Linked DNA regions of Mus musculus: region 1 is linked to region 2. Evidence: chromatin contacts called from public Hi-C data. All regions are on one chromosome and are shown on one strand. Each heading gives the region's core, a stretch centred on a gene start, on an enhancer-like site or on the middle of the called end of the contact. The rest is flanking DNA. Distances are from core to core; before and after follow the strand shown.

What was found. Hi-C and Micro-C count contacts between places; a contact is called where the count stands out from the background.
Region 1: a contact with region 2 is called in a Hi-C map of bone marrow-derived macrophages, with 22 read pairs. The contact joins two enhancer-like sites. A contact is called at or near these places in 1 of 15 datasets of contacts at CTCF or cohesin (pro-B cells), 8 of 484 Hi-C or Micro-C datasets (the Ba/F3 cell line, the C2C12 cell line, bone marrow-derived macrophages and 4 more) and 1 of 9 other capture datasets (embryonic stem cells).

The regions. Positions count from the first base shown.
Region 1 is chr6:53,717,817-53,725,279 of GRCm38.p6, reverse strand. No RefSeq gene overlaps it. Among named protein-coding and RNA genes, the nearest start is that of Tril, 99 kb to the left of the region's middle. Within about 2 kb of position 3,464, at least 13 of the 459 cell types and tissues checked have an H3K27ac peak or open chromatin away from gene starts, as enhancers often do. A contact at or near this core is called in bone marrow-derived macrophages, where this site is marked.
Region 2 is chr6:53,386,057-53,393,445 of GRCm38.p6, reverse strand. It overlaps Creb5 (cAMP responsive element binding protein 5), which reads right to left. Exons shown (of 11, transcript NM_001327821.1): 4 at 4,540-4,661. Among named protein-coding and RNA genes, the nearest start is that of Gm38815, 82 kb to the left of the region's middle. Within about 2 kb of position 2,780, at least 49 of the 459 cell types and tissues checked have an H3K27ac peak or open chromatin away from gene starts, as enhancers often do. A contact at or near this core is called in bone marrow-derived macrophages, where this site is marked.

The sequences.
Region 1 (7,463 bases), core at 2,215-4,714, 330 kb before region 2:
CTGTCAGCTCCCAGTGCCTAGCAGACACTAACCCCCAGCCCCCAGCAACCATCCAACTCCCAATGTCCATAAGTTCAACATTGATGGCATGCAGTCTGTGTCTCTTGTGTCCTCTGAACACTTTGCTTCATATGCCTTCCTGGTTCATCTGCACTGTTGGAAATGACACCAGACGCTTCAGCCTCTGCACTAGAATGCCTGAGGGTGGAATTACCTGTGGTGTGCGTTCTACTAGGCAGCTAAAGCAGAGATTTACTGGTTTAAGGACATGCTCTAGGGATAGGGTAATGGGTTAGAATCAAATGCCTCTAAGAACATAGCACGCCAACCAGAACACTTTGTGTTTTATGCTGGTGTAGAGTGGGTGACAGGAATCCTGGGTATGAGTTCTCACCCACACACACTTGTTCAAACAATATTTACTCAGTCCCTTTGGGTGCCAACCATACTAGAAAGTGCTAGGGCTTCTGAGGTGAGCGCGAGAGAGAACACTTCCTGAGGAGATGGTGCCTACTATAACGGCTGCTTGAGAGAACCCAACGTGCATACACACAGCAGTGCTTTCATTGAAAGCCGGGCCAAGGCAGGCAGCTCTTATCATAGCTAGTTTCCCTTCATAAGAAGCACTGAAACCAATACATCAAAGATATTCTCCATTTGAGTGGTGTGTACACCTCTTCTAATTCTTTTCTGTTTGAAATATCTTGTGAATCAAGAATGTGCTACATGACTGTATTGTGGAGGGGATAATCTATGTCAACAAACCCAAAGAAGGCATGGGAAGATTGGGAAGACTGGGAAGACGGGCTGGCAGTGGGGCAGGAAAGCATTCCAGAAACCACTGACACATAAAAACCTTAACTTAGCTTTAATTGACCACTTGCGATTATATACACTTATGAGCTGTAATGCCAGCTGCCCATACATCTACACATCCTGGAAACGTTCAATTGGGTTAATCAGCATACCTAAAACCTCACATAGCCATTCTCTGTGTGTGTTAAGAACATTTTAAAGCCTATCATTCCAGAATTTTGAATTTTTCCATATTGTTATTAGCTATAAGGAAGGTGCTATGCCCTCTCTAACTCCCAACCCTTAGTAGCAACTATCCAACTCCCAATGTCCCTAAGTTCAACATTGATGACATGCAGTCTGTGTCTCTTGTGTCCTCTGAACACTTTGCTTCATACGCCTTCCTGGTTCATCTGCACTGTTGGAAATGACACCAGAATACCAGCCTGCCTTCAAAAGAAGGAAATTCTGCCACTGGTGCTTTTAAGGCAGAAGAAGGTGGCTCTAGGAATGTGAGGGAGAGAGCGGAGATGGAGGCAGGGTTTGATGAGGAGGTCCTCTCTCTCTCTCTGGTGTGAGATTTGTGAAAACTGAAAGGAGCACAGAGCACAGGAGGAGGGGTGCCAGATACTCTACAGCCAACCCTTAAACCTCCGAGGCCAGCCACATGCAGAGGTGGGCAGGGCCAGCCTGGAGCCTCTGCTATTCTTGGCAAAGGTTCTGTGGAGATCGGTTTCTGGAATAGGTCCTGAGGAGGACCAGTCTCTGGTATCATTAATCCAGCAATAGCCTTCTGGGCAGGCACCAGGTTGGCATCAAGGGAAAGAGGATGCTGAGTTCTTCTGGTGATTTTTTCATGATGGTGATATGTTTCCCTTCTGTACAAATGTCTACTCAAGAAAATGGCTGGTTCAGGAAAACTGTCCTCACAACCCACAAGGGAACAGGAGTTATCAGAGACTGCTCATCTCCCAAGAAGCATGACACATTGGGGCAGGAGGATGGGTAGTTGAGAAGCCTCCTTCAAAATCATGGAACGTACAATAGAGAGAGTCATTTCCAAAGGGCTGAGGAGAAACTGGGAAAGAGCCCAAAGGAAGATGTGGAGATCAAGTAAGAACTCCATGGAGAACTCAACTGGATTCCCGTGGAAGGGAGCATTAGGAACAATCCATTTGCATACCATGGTGACAGCAAAACAGATTTAGGGACTGGCTACAGAGTGAGGCAAGACAGGGACTCGTGACACGTGTGTCAATTGGAATGCTCTTTTATTGCTGTTGGTGTCTTTGGTGCGGTAAGTCACGGACACAAGGAGGTGATGTGAGAGATGGGATGAGGTCTTATACTTGACTCCCAGGTTGGCCTAGAACCAGTGGTCTTGCTACTCACAAAGGAGGCTCCTTCCCCCCCCCCCCACCCCATTCTGGCTTGCTTTGCTGTTGCCAACTTTCTACAGCTCTGATCCGTTATCGGCAAGTGTCATCCCTTTGCCATACATAGAAACAGTGAGTGCAAAGAAAATGCACTGTGTGGGCAGATGACTCAGAAAGCTTGACCGTGGGGTAAACAAACATTCTATCTCCAGTGATGATAGACTGAAGGCCCTCAGGGCAGGCTGCTGTCTGCTGCCTCCACAGGCACCTCCTCTTACTGTATCCTTGCATAGCTCCACGCATGCCACCAGCACACACAACAAACCATCAATTAAAGATGGCTTCTGGCCCAGGTTTGAAAACTACCCTGTTGCCCTATAGAGCTCTATGTGTTCACTCCTGCCCTCTCCTCTTCCACTCAGTGCCCAATTTCTTGTCTCTACCCAGCTGGGATTACTGAATCCCAGATAAATGAACAATCCAGTCATCTGGCCCTTGGCGGCACCAACAGACAATCAGAACAGTTGTCTGGTACTCTGCTGGTACTCTGGATTCCCTTCATGCTGCTCCTGATGTCTGCTGAGTGAGTTTTGTCAGGTAATGTTCAACCATAACTATAGGAAGAGGCACGCTAGGAGAAATGGACTTGCCCTATGCCTAAACTGCATGAGCAGTGCTGAACTTCATTGTGCAACCTCAGGAAGGAAGATGGGAGGCAGAGAGACTCGGGAAGTTGAAGCTAGTGCCCACCTATGGAGATCTTGTCTCTGTCCTCTCTGGAAGCCTCAAGCCTGCTTCGACCAGTCTTCCAGTTGATATAGGCCCACTCACATGATCCAGTGTAATCGCCGTTACTTAAATGCAGATGATAGTGACTTCAATAGCATCCGCAAGTGGCTTCACAAGTAACCTCTTTAGAGTCTGATGGGCCAAGGGGACTTTAGCTTGTTCTATTGATACATCAAAAGATGTACCAGGGGTAAATATAAACAAAAGAATAGGTAGATCATGTGGTGGTCTGCAGGTGTGGGGAGGGGGCGAGGCAGGGGAGCAGGTCAGTACTAGAAGGCAGGAAACTGCCAGGTTCTGTTTGGAGTTGGAGGTGCAGTATCATCTAAGACTATTGGGGTAGATTGTGGCCTGAGGCTTTGCGATGTTGAAACACTCAGGTAAGAACAGAGCCCAGTTAGTCGGTCCTGCAGGGTCAAACTCAACAGACAGCATCCCTTCTGTCCCTGCACGCACCTTACAAGGGGTGCAGTTTCCCATGGCGTCGCCAGAGGGCGCCCGAATTGAGGAAACGACCTTAGGAGGTACCCAACAGGTGACCTTCAGGCAGTGATTTCCCTACCCTAGGACACTTACACAGGCTGTCTCTTTAACCTAAAGGCTTCAGTGACTGCAGTCAGAGAATGGCTGGTGCACACACTTTCCTCTGCCGGGGAGAGGCTGGTGGCTGGGAGATGGTCCCAAGGCAGGCTGCCCAAGAGGATATCTGGAGACACTCACCAACCTCCTCTGAGCCTGGATCGGTTCTCCCACTGTCCCGAGGTTTGGAAAAGTATATTGAAACAGGAATGGAACGCAGAACTAGCGTCAACAGTCACCTGGGAAACAGCCCCATTGGTCCAGGCTTCCCTTTCCAAATTCTGGAAAGGTCTGCCACTCTCCTCTACAAAATAGTCGTCTCAATAGCAGCCTCTTCCATCTATAAAATTAGGATCCCAAGACAAGAAACAAATCGTTTTTATTTGTCCCCCTGAATTTTGAGATTTAAAAGGATTCATAATATCACGTGCCTCTCACTTCTCTTTAAACGTGCAGTGTCTGATGGAACACCTTTAAAGGCATTATGGGTTTTCAAGGAAAGAAAAGCCACTACAGGACTTCTATCAAGATTTTCACATAGTGACATTATTTTAAAGCAAGGACAGAAGAAGGCTGGTATGGCTTTTTTTTACATCCCCCAAAGGTGGGCAGTGAGCAAGATGGGGTATAAGAGACAGAAGTAATGAGCGTCTCTGCATTTATTATATGCACTCTGAGAAGTCTAAATTGTGCCCAAAAGGGGCATTTAGACACTCAGAGAGACTGAGCAATAAACACAATTCATACTTAAATACAGCAAAGGTCAGGGAAGGAAGCCCCGTCCTTCTCTTCTCTTCAGATGTGGGTCCAGCTCATGTGTGGGTTTGGAAAACCATGACAGGAACGGGGGTCTGGGAGCCGTCTTGCTGTCAAGAGGTTTCTTGAGTTTCCTTAAGACACTCAGCCTGGATTCATTACGCCTTGTCACAGAATAAAGAGAATTAAATATTTTTCTAAGGCTGCAACTAATCCTAGAACTCAAACACGGAGAGGGGGTCCCACATATGAAAAGTTTGTGACATTTTTATTGGAAATGTGCAGAGATGTTGTGTTTAAATCCTCAAGATGAGGAAAATGACTTTTTTTAAAGAAAAAAAAATCCCAAATGATTTTCATTCGTCTGTCCCCAGACCTCTCCTAGCAGACTCAATTAAATAACATAATATCTTTTTTGAGTCATTTAGAAAAATATTTATATACCAGTGAAAGCAGGGAGAAGCTTTTAAAGATCTTACTAACTGTATGGTAGGATATGGGCAAATCTTGTATTTATGGTGTTTTTTCCACACTAAGCGTTTTTCCTCCCTTTACAGGCACGGGCACAGGCTCTCATTTATTTGCAATCAGTGTGTTCCACAGTCCACAAAGAAACTTTTTTTTTTTTTTTAGAGCAAAACTTGCCCTAATGAAATTCAGTAATTCTTTATAAAAAGAAAAAAGGATCTTTTATATGCATTTTATACGCACGGAATATATAAGTGTGGTGTGTACCTGGTAAGACTGATTTCTGCTGACTCTGTAATACAGGTAAATCAACACGGTCCAAGGCACATTATGGGCCACAATTTATTGGGTTTTTATCTTCAGGTAAAGACTTCTATTAAGAATATACAAGTGTCTGCATACCTAGCCTGCCTTGTTTTTCACAGGGGTGTATACATAATCTCTTTTTAAATTTGCTTAATCAAAGCTTGCTATATTGAATACATTTAATTGGAATCCAGTGGTTAAAATATAAAAATTTACTGCTGTAGAAAAGTTTTGATTAGTACTTTCCATTAGTGAGTGTTGTTGATAAACCCTCCAACTGCACATTTGCATCCAGACAACTGACTTGGCCTTCAACTCCACAAATACATTATTTCCCATAAATATTCTTAATGAAAGAGCTGGTCTGTTTCAGAGGAAGTAAAGGCAGTGAAGAATTTTACATAATTGGGGGGGGGGGTGAAGGTACCAACCTTGATAAACACATGCATGGGGGCCTGGGAGGGTGAATTATTAGGTGTGGAAAATAGAGTCTAGGAATGCTCTCTCACACGGAGAACCCTCAAGCTCCGTGAGAGCCTAGCAGAAGCAAGCTTCGTCTCTTCCCTGTCCTTCGTCCTCACTCAAACCAAGAATCCGATGGGGGTGGGGAAGGTTTTTTGCTCTGCTGAAATATTTTGAGAAGATGGCAATTAATGCTATATTTTATCAAAATGTAAGAAATAAATAAGTGGAAGGAAAAAAATAAGGAAGGGGAGGTGGACAGATTTCCAATTCTCAGAAATTTTCGAATTAATCATCTTCTGACATTTTCCTACCACTTTGCAAAACATTAGTTAATAGCAAAAGTGAGAATAAGATGCAGCCTTAAGGGGATTCATCTCTTCTTTACCCCGTTATGAGCTAGATATCCAGAAGGACACCAAGGCTCGATGGCCTGACCCAATCTGGAGTGATGGTGGTAGCTGCTTCGATACCTACCATAAGTCACCCTCGCAAGCTCTGTCCCTCACTGCTGATTTCTGAGTTCTGATTTCACAGGCCACAGGGGAAAGCCTTGTGCATGGACACTGAGGTCCGAGTCTGGATTCTTCTAATACTTGATTTTAATCCACTCTTAAGAATGAGTGATGCTTAAGTACAATCCTCTTGTCGTTCTGCGTTGATTAAATCCTATTGGCCAAGGCTTCCTGTGGAACTGTGTGCCATGGGAAAAGGAATCCAAACAGCAGCAAGTGGAGAGAGGGCACAAAGTCTACTACATACACGCAAGACAATGTCACCATGCCGCCCCGTCGCTTTGTGTATGTGCCTGCTGCCACATTAGAAGCATGATGAAGCAGGTGTTCTGGAATGTTGCATGCTCGCCTCCTCTAACCCCTTATTCACAAAGATCTGGAAGATGACGACTATGTATGGCAGCTGTAAGAGACTGTTTAGTTGCTTCCTTGATGGTGAGATAGGGTCTGTGAAGGCGTATAACCTATGGCTTACTCTTTGATCTCTCTTCACCTATGGAAAACTGAAAGCGGTTAAAGAGCAATGTGGAGCCACACACTTGTTCTCAGTTGTTGAACTCACTGCCGTTAGCTAATGAGGAACCTGTGCAGGGCGTCTGACCCTCTGGAGCTTCCCGAGGCTCTTTCCTTGCAAAACTATCACCTCTGCAAATGGAAAGTAACTCAATGATGGCAGAGACTAATACTCACTAAGACTCTACTATGAAAAGGGTGATAGACTAGAGACTCCGTGCATAGGATAGGATCATTTCAAGTGGGAGTGACTCGAATTGATTGCCATGAAAAGAAACGATCAATGAGTTCGGATCATTGACTCCAAAAGCAAAGCATGTAAAGGAACCAGTCTCTGGGTAAGATGTCTTTGATCACAGCTCCCCTAACATTCCCCATGTCTGTTTAAACTTTGTTAATTATATCTGACATTTTAGCACATGCTACTCTTACAGACTAATCAAGGGAAAGAAAGAAAAAAAAATGTAGCTCAAAGCCTGAGAAGAATGCAGTTGTATTAGTTTTAAGAATGAAAAGAACACTGTTCATATGATGACGTCCAAGGCCGTTTGGCAGAAGGACCATTGATAACTTCCATTAGCAAGCAGTAGCTTTATGTGCATTCGAGCCTCGTGCTATCTGGTCATTCGATAATAATTATCAAAGAATGTGCTTATTAATCACGTGGCTGTGCACGGAGTGGGTGTCCACAGAGAGTAAGAAGCGAGCTGTGTGTCCTCTCAGGAAATGAAGTGTTCACCCTGACATTCAGCCAACGGGATGCTTAATGCATCTATCATAATTACCGACACTCAAAAAGGCAATTTTCACTCATCTCAAAAGACTTTATAAATTCTGAATTTGTAGGGTTTTCGTTAATAAGGTATTTCTATAATATTTCCAAAAACTATTTACTCTGAAAAAA
Region 2 (7,389 bases), core at 1,531-4,030:
CACACACAAAAAAAAAATACCCCTTTTTACTTTTCCTTTATTCTGACCTTGATCACAAAACTAGTGCCCCACCTTTCTCCTCAGAGTGTCTGAGGCAGCTGTACCTCAGTTTGACTCTTCCTGACTCAGTTTCCCCAGAGTTGAATAAGGCAGGAATTGGAGCGCTCAGGGAGACTGCCCAGGTCCAGGGTTAGAGGTCCACTGCACACCCAGCGCTGTCAGAAGCAAGTCCCTTCTGTCTTATGAACTGAGACATCAGCCTCTCCTCAACCTGTTCTGAAAAGCCTGCACTTTCTCTAAGCCTCCTCTTCCTGTTACTTTCAGTATATTCTGCCAGCGAAACCATTGCCTCTGTCCTTAAAAATATACTTAGACGCTAGCATGTCCTCCATCTCTATTTTGGGCAATTGTACTTCTAACATTAACCTAGATCCCCCCTCCCCAATTCTTCCTTAAATACTTTCTCTTCAGCATCCAACCACTGGCTTTCTGCTCAGTGTCCAAATGACTTCTAAAGCATTATGTCAGGCCCTGTCACTTCTCTGCTCAGAATCGCCCTATGGCTTCCTATCCCATTTAGAGTCAGAGTCAAAACTGACCACTCCAAAAGGCCTGCATCACCCTCGCCCTCCTGGGCCTGCCTTCCCATACCCAACTCTCTAGGGCATCCTTCCCTGACAACTTCTGCAACACACACTCCATCACTCAGTCTTAGGCCTTCACACTCAGTCTCTGTTTTCACAACTCATCTTTTCTGGCTAAGAACGTCTACTTGTCTACTTGGGTCTCTAGGTCCCCTGGGTCGGGATGCCCTCTCTGAACACACCCAGCCCTTCCTCAGCTCCTTGGCATTGAACTCCATAGTACATTGTGGGGCATTTTTCGCTGATGCAATGTCTGGTCCATAAGAAGTAAGTCACCTGAAAGCTGAGACATTTTGCGTACTTGTTTGCTTGTTTGTTTTAACCACTTGTATCTATTAGTGTCTTCATCAGTGCCTTGGGTAGCACTTGGTATATTGACATCTCCCTAAAACATTTCCTGAATGGAACCTGATGCACAGGCTTCAGGATACAGGCTGCGGAGTGCTAAGCCACGGGCAAGCTGAGCTTTGTAATGCCTGCTAGAGAATCATAACACGCTTTCAGAGTTGGAGATTTCTTACAGAAGAGTTATGAAGCAATGAGCTTGTATTGGTATCAAAAATAGAGGTCATCTTAGAGACTGGAATTTGCTGTGTAATATTGATACAGACACTGGGGTCTTCTGCCCCCGGCTGTGATCTGCTCTAACCTTACATTCCATAGACACACTGAGATTATTTTGGAAAAGGACATCAGAATTAAAGGCAGAATCAATAAGATGCAATTGTTTCGATGGGCACTGAGACTAATAAGCATCCACTCCCTATCTGCCTGGTGTCTAGAGCTTCTAACCCTACAGCTGGAAATGTAAAGAAGAAGCATAGGACATCAAAGGCCAATTCCCCAAGTGAGCGAGAACTTCCCTTCTGTAGAACTTTACTGATGAGCCAATTCAAGACTTGGACAGAGAGTGGGCAGGGGAGATGCCATGCAAGCCTGAGGGCCTGAATTCAGAAAGCCAGGCGTGGCATGTTCACACACATGAACACACACACACACATATGAGAGAGAGAGAGAGAGAGAGAGAGAGAGAGAGAGAGAGAGAGAGAGAGAGAGAGAACTCTGCTCAGGTAAAGAAATCAGAAAAAGGTTTGTGTGTAGAATAAAGGTGACACAATTGGAGTTAGGGATACATCTGAGAAACGGAATGCTTGCCTGTCACCTCCGGCACTGTGAAGAAGCTCACTGAAAATGAAACCAGCACCTGAATTGACAGGAAAGCAGAGGAGACGAGGAGAATAGGAAAATGATAAGGAATGCAGTGAACGTGGCCTTCACCATCTCTGCTTTTTTTCTTTTTTTTCTTCTTTTTCCTTTTTCTTTCTTTCTTCCTTTCTTTCTTTCTTTCTTTCTTTCTTTCTTTCTTTCTTTTCTTTCTTTTTTTTTTTTAATAAGAATAGATGAAGTGGGCAGCATTAGGCTGCAGGCCTTCAGGGATGCTAACAGCTCCAGAATAGCAGTCCTGGAGGAAGGCGAACGCACACTATCATATAGGGAAGGATAGGGAAGGATGCTGCTTCTGTGCTTTCCTTACCCAGGGGTTCTAAAGCCATGCCAGGGCATAAACCCCCAACACAGCCGCTTTGCTCATGAATCCCTGTGCATTAGTCACTGGGGAGCTGTCTCCTCCTGTAGTGATGACCACTCAAGGCTGGATTTGGTCCTTCTGGCTCAAACCAAACAGAGGGTGAGGGAGCCTCAACAAGGTGAATGTGGCCTGATTCCCAGTGCTTGCTATGGTGTCCTGGGGGGCTGTCTTCAGGCTCCTCTCCACTCCCTCAGCACACACCCCCACCATTAGCGTATCCCATGGCAACGAGCAACATTTGAACATAAGAGAATATTATTCTGGCCTCACCACAGTCTTCTGCTCAGTGTCACTTGTTTCATTATTTACTTTTTAAATTTCAAGGAGTTCATGTCGTTTTAACTTACGAAAAATTTAAAGCAAGTCACCAAAACCTGTCTAGCATGAAAATATTTTTTGTATAATTAGAAATCAGGGCCAGAGGAAATATAAACTAGAACTGAAAGTCTAGCAGATGGAGGAAGTAAAATATTACTCATTATAGTGGTCTAAAGAGCTCTCCTAGTTCAGCAGTACTCCGGGCTTCTCGAGGATGTAGCAGTCAGAACAAAAAGAGAAACACAGCCAGTCCATGCTTCTCATGGCCACAAGCAGAAAATGCTCGAGTTCCTCAGGGGAAGCAAACCCTTTCCTGGAATTCAGATCTGTAAAAACTGCTCACAGAAGGCTTCACTCGGGAGCCATGAATAACTCACAGTGAGCTTGCCTCAAGCCACACCCCCCAATGGAGGCGGCATGGAACTGTTCCTGGTAAAAGACCTTTAAGGAAATCAACAGCACGCACTTACAACCAGTCTATCAGCAAGAGTGTAGAGACAGATTTGACCGTACGTATCTTTATCTTAATCTAAGAAGCCCACTTTGACTGTCTGGAAATTGAATGACACTGTTTCCTCAAACAGTCTTCTACATATACGAACTGATCAAAAGAATTAAACTTATTAGTCCAACTAGTTTATTAATTAAACTGCATTGTGCAGGACTCCCGGGTCTCCCTTGCTATTCTCGTGAGTTTTTAAGTTTATCTGCACTGCAGTGATAAGCAGGCATATCTTCTAGGTTTTTGTAAAGTGTTTCTGAGAGTGCTTCAGACTTTATGCTTTGCCTCACAAAGAACAACAGATCTGAGCATGTTTGGAAAAGTGGGAAGAGAAGTGAGAGGGCAGTTCATTATAATCAGAGTGAGCTGCTTGAGACTGTATCCTGCATCGTGCATTTTACTAAGACAGGGCGGCTTAGTCACCATGAGCTAGCCCTGAGCTAGCGAGACATGTGAATGTGACATGAAAATTGGATGGAGAAGGATTATTATAATCATACGCATAGGAAGAGTCAAAGGCTTGGAAACAGAAAATTATCAAAGCTTCTTAAAACCTCCAGTTAAAGCGTCTGGAATTTCAGGTCACAGCACATCTAGCTGGGTGTCCCCTTTAACCATCTTCCGCGTTCTACACGTCTCTGCATGGACTGTGTCGCCCATGCTCAGCTCGCTGTGTGAGTTCAGTGACACCCTGTGACAGTAGCCAAGAACTCACGGGAAGCACACTTGTCCAAGTTACCTGTGGGCCCACCTCCTTTCCTTAATCTTGTGAGGTGATTTTTAAATTCTACCAAAACTTTAAATATGTGGACGAAATATATAGACAAATATATGGACAAAAAGAACCTGAAGAATCTCACTAAGAGACCTAGAGTTGTAGCTAACCGGTTTGTCTCACCAACAACATAGGTAACGTGACCAGGAAGTGGTTATACTCTTGGTGGAGAACAAGCAGAGATTATGGAAAGCAGACAGCTGCAAGCAGGGCCTGAATCAGATGAAAATCCTCTTTTCTGCCTTTTGAGGAGTTTTTAGCCTTTGGCCTGATCTCCTCTGAACGCACTGCGTATGCAAAATCTGCTGTTAAATACTTAAAAAAAGAAAAATGAAAAAATAGCAAGGTGAATTCATTTGGCACAGCTTTAAGAATAAGGAACCTTGAATTCCATGTTTCAGACACCCATTTCCCCACGATTAATCGGAGCTCTGTATGCTCTCACAATCAGAGATACACCACTTTAGAAGAAAAAAACAGTTTGACAGACACCCACAAATCGATAAAACACGATTACAAACAGGCATGTTGGCACACACCTGTAACCTTACTGTCTGGGAGACCAAGTAACTAGGATCGTGAGTAACAGCCTGAACGACTTAGCCGGATCTTTTCTACTGATCTGTGAACAATTCAACACACTTTGCAGTGGCAGACACACCCCACACCGTGCTGGGCGACACACCTCCGGTGTCCACCCGGGCCCACCTACCCGCTTGCTGTTCTCTTCCTCTTGAGCCTTCCTGAACTCGTGCTCAAAGGAGCAGTCCAGCTCGCTGAAGAGACCCACCTCTTCACAGTTCTTCAGGAATCTTGTGGGCGTCGGAGTCTGATCTGAAAGCAGAGGCCAGAGATCAATAACAGAAAATTTCCTCAAATGCATTGTAAATAGAACCAAACTCCTTTGTACTCTCCCATCATCTTAACAGGATGCTCAACAGCTGCCGACAATCTCCCAGCCCTTTAACCACAATTGCCATGTGGAAGGAAAAAAGCATTGAGAAGAAGAGAGCCACTGGGAAGAAGAGAGGACTTCCCAGCCCTCCTGACCACACCCGCACCCTCACCCCTGGACAACAGTAAACATTATTCTTATCCTCCATATCTGGAGTCAATATCATCTGGATAGACATCACCATGTGAATGGGAACGAGCCTTTTTATTTTAAGTGGTAAAAAAATAACTTAGCTAAAATCAACTCCGAAGTTGTTCTGTCTATGCCACTCTCAAACTTGACTTTAGGAGTCTGGTAAGAGAATGAGAGTATATTTTTATAGAAAACAAAAAGAAACAAACAGGCCCGCTAATTTCTCCTTCTTAATGCAAAAAAAGTAGCTCAGCAATTTTATCGCCTGAGAACCAGAGACGGATGATAAGGGGTTCCAAGTCAAACACGTTCAGCTTCCATCTTTTATAAAATATATCATTATTGATTTTATTTTCCTGTGCTGTAGCCAAAGGAATGTCCTGCAAATACCCTCTAAAAGGAAAGGAATTTCTTTCATAGTCTGGACTGTCTACAGAGCTTACTCTTTAGGAAACTGGAGGAGCTGAAGCCATGATCTGTGGATGCAATATTTGCAGTCTATGTAACATTTCACATCCATGTACTCACAAGACCCTAGAGAGTAAGTAAGATAGAATTACAAGTTTGTAGTCCCCAAACAGACCCTCTTCCTTCAGATTAGGTAGACTTGGCATGAATAGCACTGAGCAGAATTCTTTTCCCAACGTAGAAGATGCAAGAAACAGAAGAACCTAGATATCACACACACACACACACACACACACACACACACACACACACACACACACACAGTACATGTGCATGAACACATGCAAAGGAGAAAAATTGAGAGTCAGCGAGATTCAGGTTCTTGTTAAGGTTTCCCTAGTCTCTTCCACGGTGTGCTTATATTATCCCCCTGACAAACATGAGACTGGGTGTGGCTTTCGTCCAGCTGGATCTGTGCACTGCCTTCAGGTCACTTTTTGAGGTACTGTCACCACTCATCCAAAGAGTTCCCTTATACCGAAACTCAGTGCCAGGCCCGCACTCTACAAATTACTGGATCCCTCAAATCAGGACTCTGCTTACTTTTCTACAGCATGTAGAGCAGTGAATCCCAATCAATTGAGATTCATTGACTATATTCCTAGCCACAAAGCAGGTGGCTGATTGCCTGCCCTCCTCCATAGACTCAGCCCTTCAAAAGCAGCATGCCTTAAATATAAGAAAGGGGCATTCAGTACCTCAGGGGCTGGCATGGACTCCCAAAAAGCAAAGTCCCACTGGGGTTCTTTCCCCTTTCTTAACCTCAAGATTCAAGATCTGAGTTCTCTACTACAGATGACTGTCAATCAAGCCTTATCTAAGTTATGCAAAGCCTAGGCACATGACTTTCTTACCACATTAAGGCACATTAAGTTACCATGATGCACACATAGACACCGATGGACCTCTCATGTTCATATAACCATGGTGAAATTATATTAAGCAACATAGCAACACACACACACACACATATATATATATATATATATATATATATATATATATATATATATATATATATATATATTCAAGACAGGGTTTCTCTGTATAGCTCTGGCTGTCCTGGAACTCACTTTGTAGACCAGGCTGGCCTCGAACTCAGAAATCCACCTGCCTCTGCCTCCCAAGTGCTGGGATTAAAGGCAGCATATTTATGCAGGACTCTGCAGTTCACAGGCAGTTTCACCCAGATTGCCTCACAGGTGTCTATAAATAGGGTAGACACTATTCTGGGAATGAAGAACTAGTCTTCCTGAACAAGACCTCAATACCTACAACCATCTCACTAAAAATCTTCTATCACCTTCAGACAGGATCTCCTTTTAACTTGAACCCAGTGTTTTGCCTTTTGAGGAAAAAGGGCTTAGGAATGTGTGTGTGTGTGTGTGTGTGTGTGTGTGTGTGTGTGTGTGTGTATGTGTGTATGTGTGTGTAAAACAATTTGGACAATATTACAATCTAGAGGTCCATATTTGGAAAATAGCATGATTTAGAGGACATTAAATACTTTTCCTGGATTGCATCTTCCTTATCTTTCAAATAAGTTTCTAAAGGTTAAGGATTCTATGTCTTCTAAACTCAGCTTCAAAAGCCACTGCCCACAAACGCAAGCAGTATATGACTATTGAAAGGAGAGTCAGAGGCAACCACCAGGAACTAGTAATTGGGACAGAAATGAGACCCAGAGCAACATATAGGACTTCTGAATCGGGCGTGTAAATAGGGAAATGAAGTTTAAGAAGAGGGAGACGTGTGCTTTGTCTGCTGGGCTCAGATTCCTCCACAGGGCATCTCTTCCTGAGCCTGAACCTGAGCATTTCCCGCCCATCTCGGTAATATTCACAGAAACCCTGCTAGGCAAAATTACTTTACCTGTCCTCTTTATGAAGAAGTAAACTTTTGTCCCAGACCTGATGTGTAAGTTGAGTCCATAATTTTATTGGTAATTAATCATTTTATTAATTCCTGGCTTTTTTGATATACAGCCATCTTTGGAACCCTGCATAC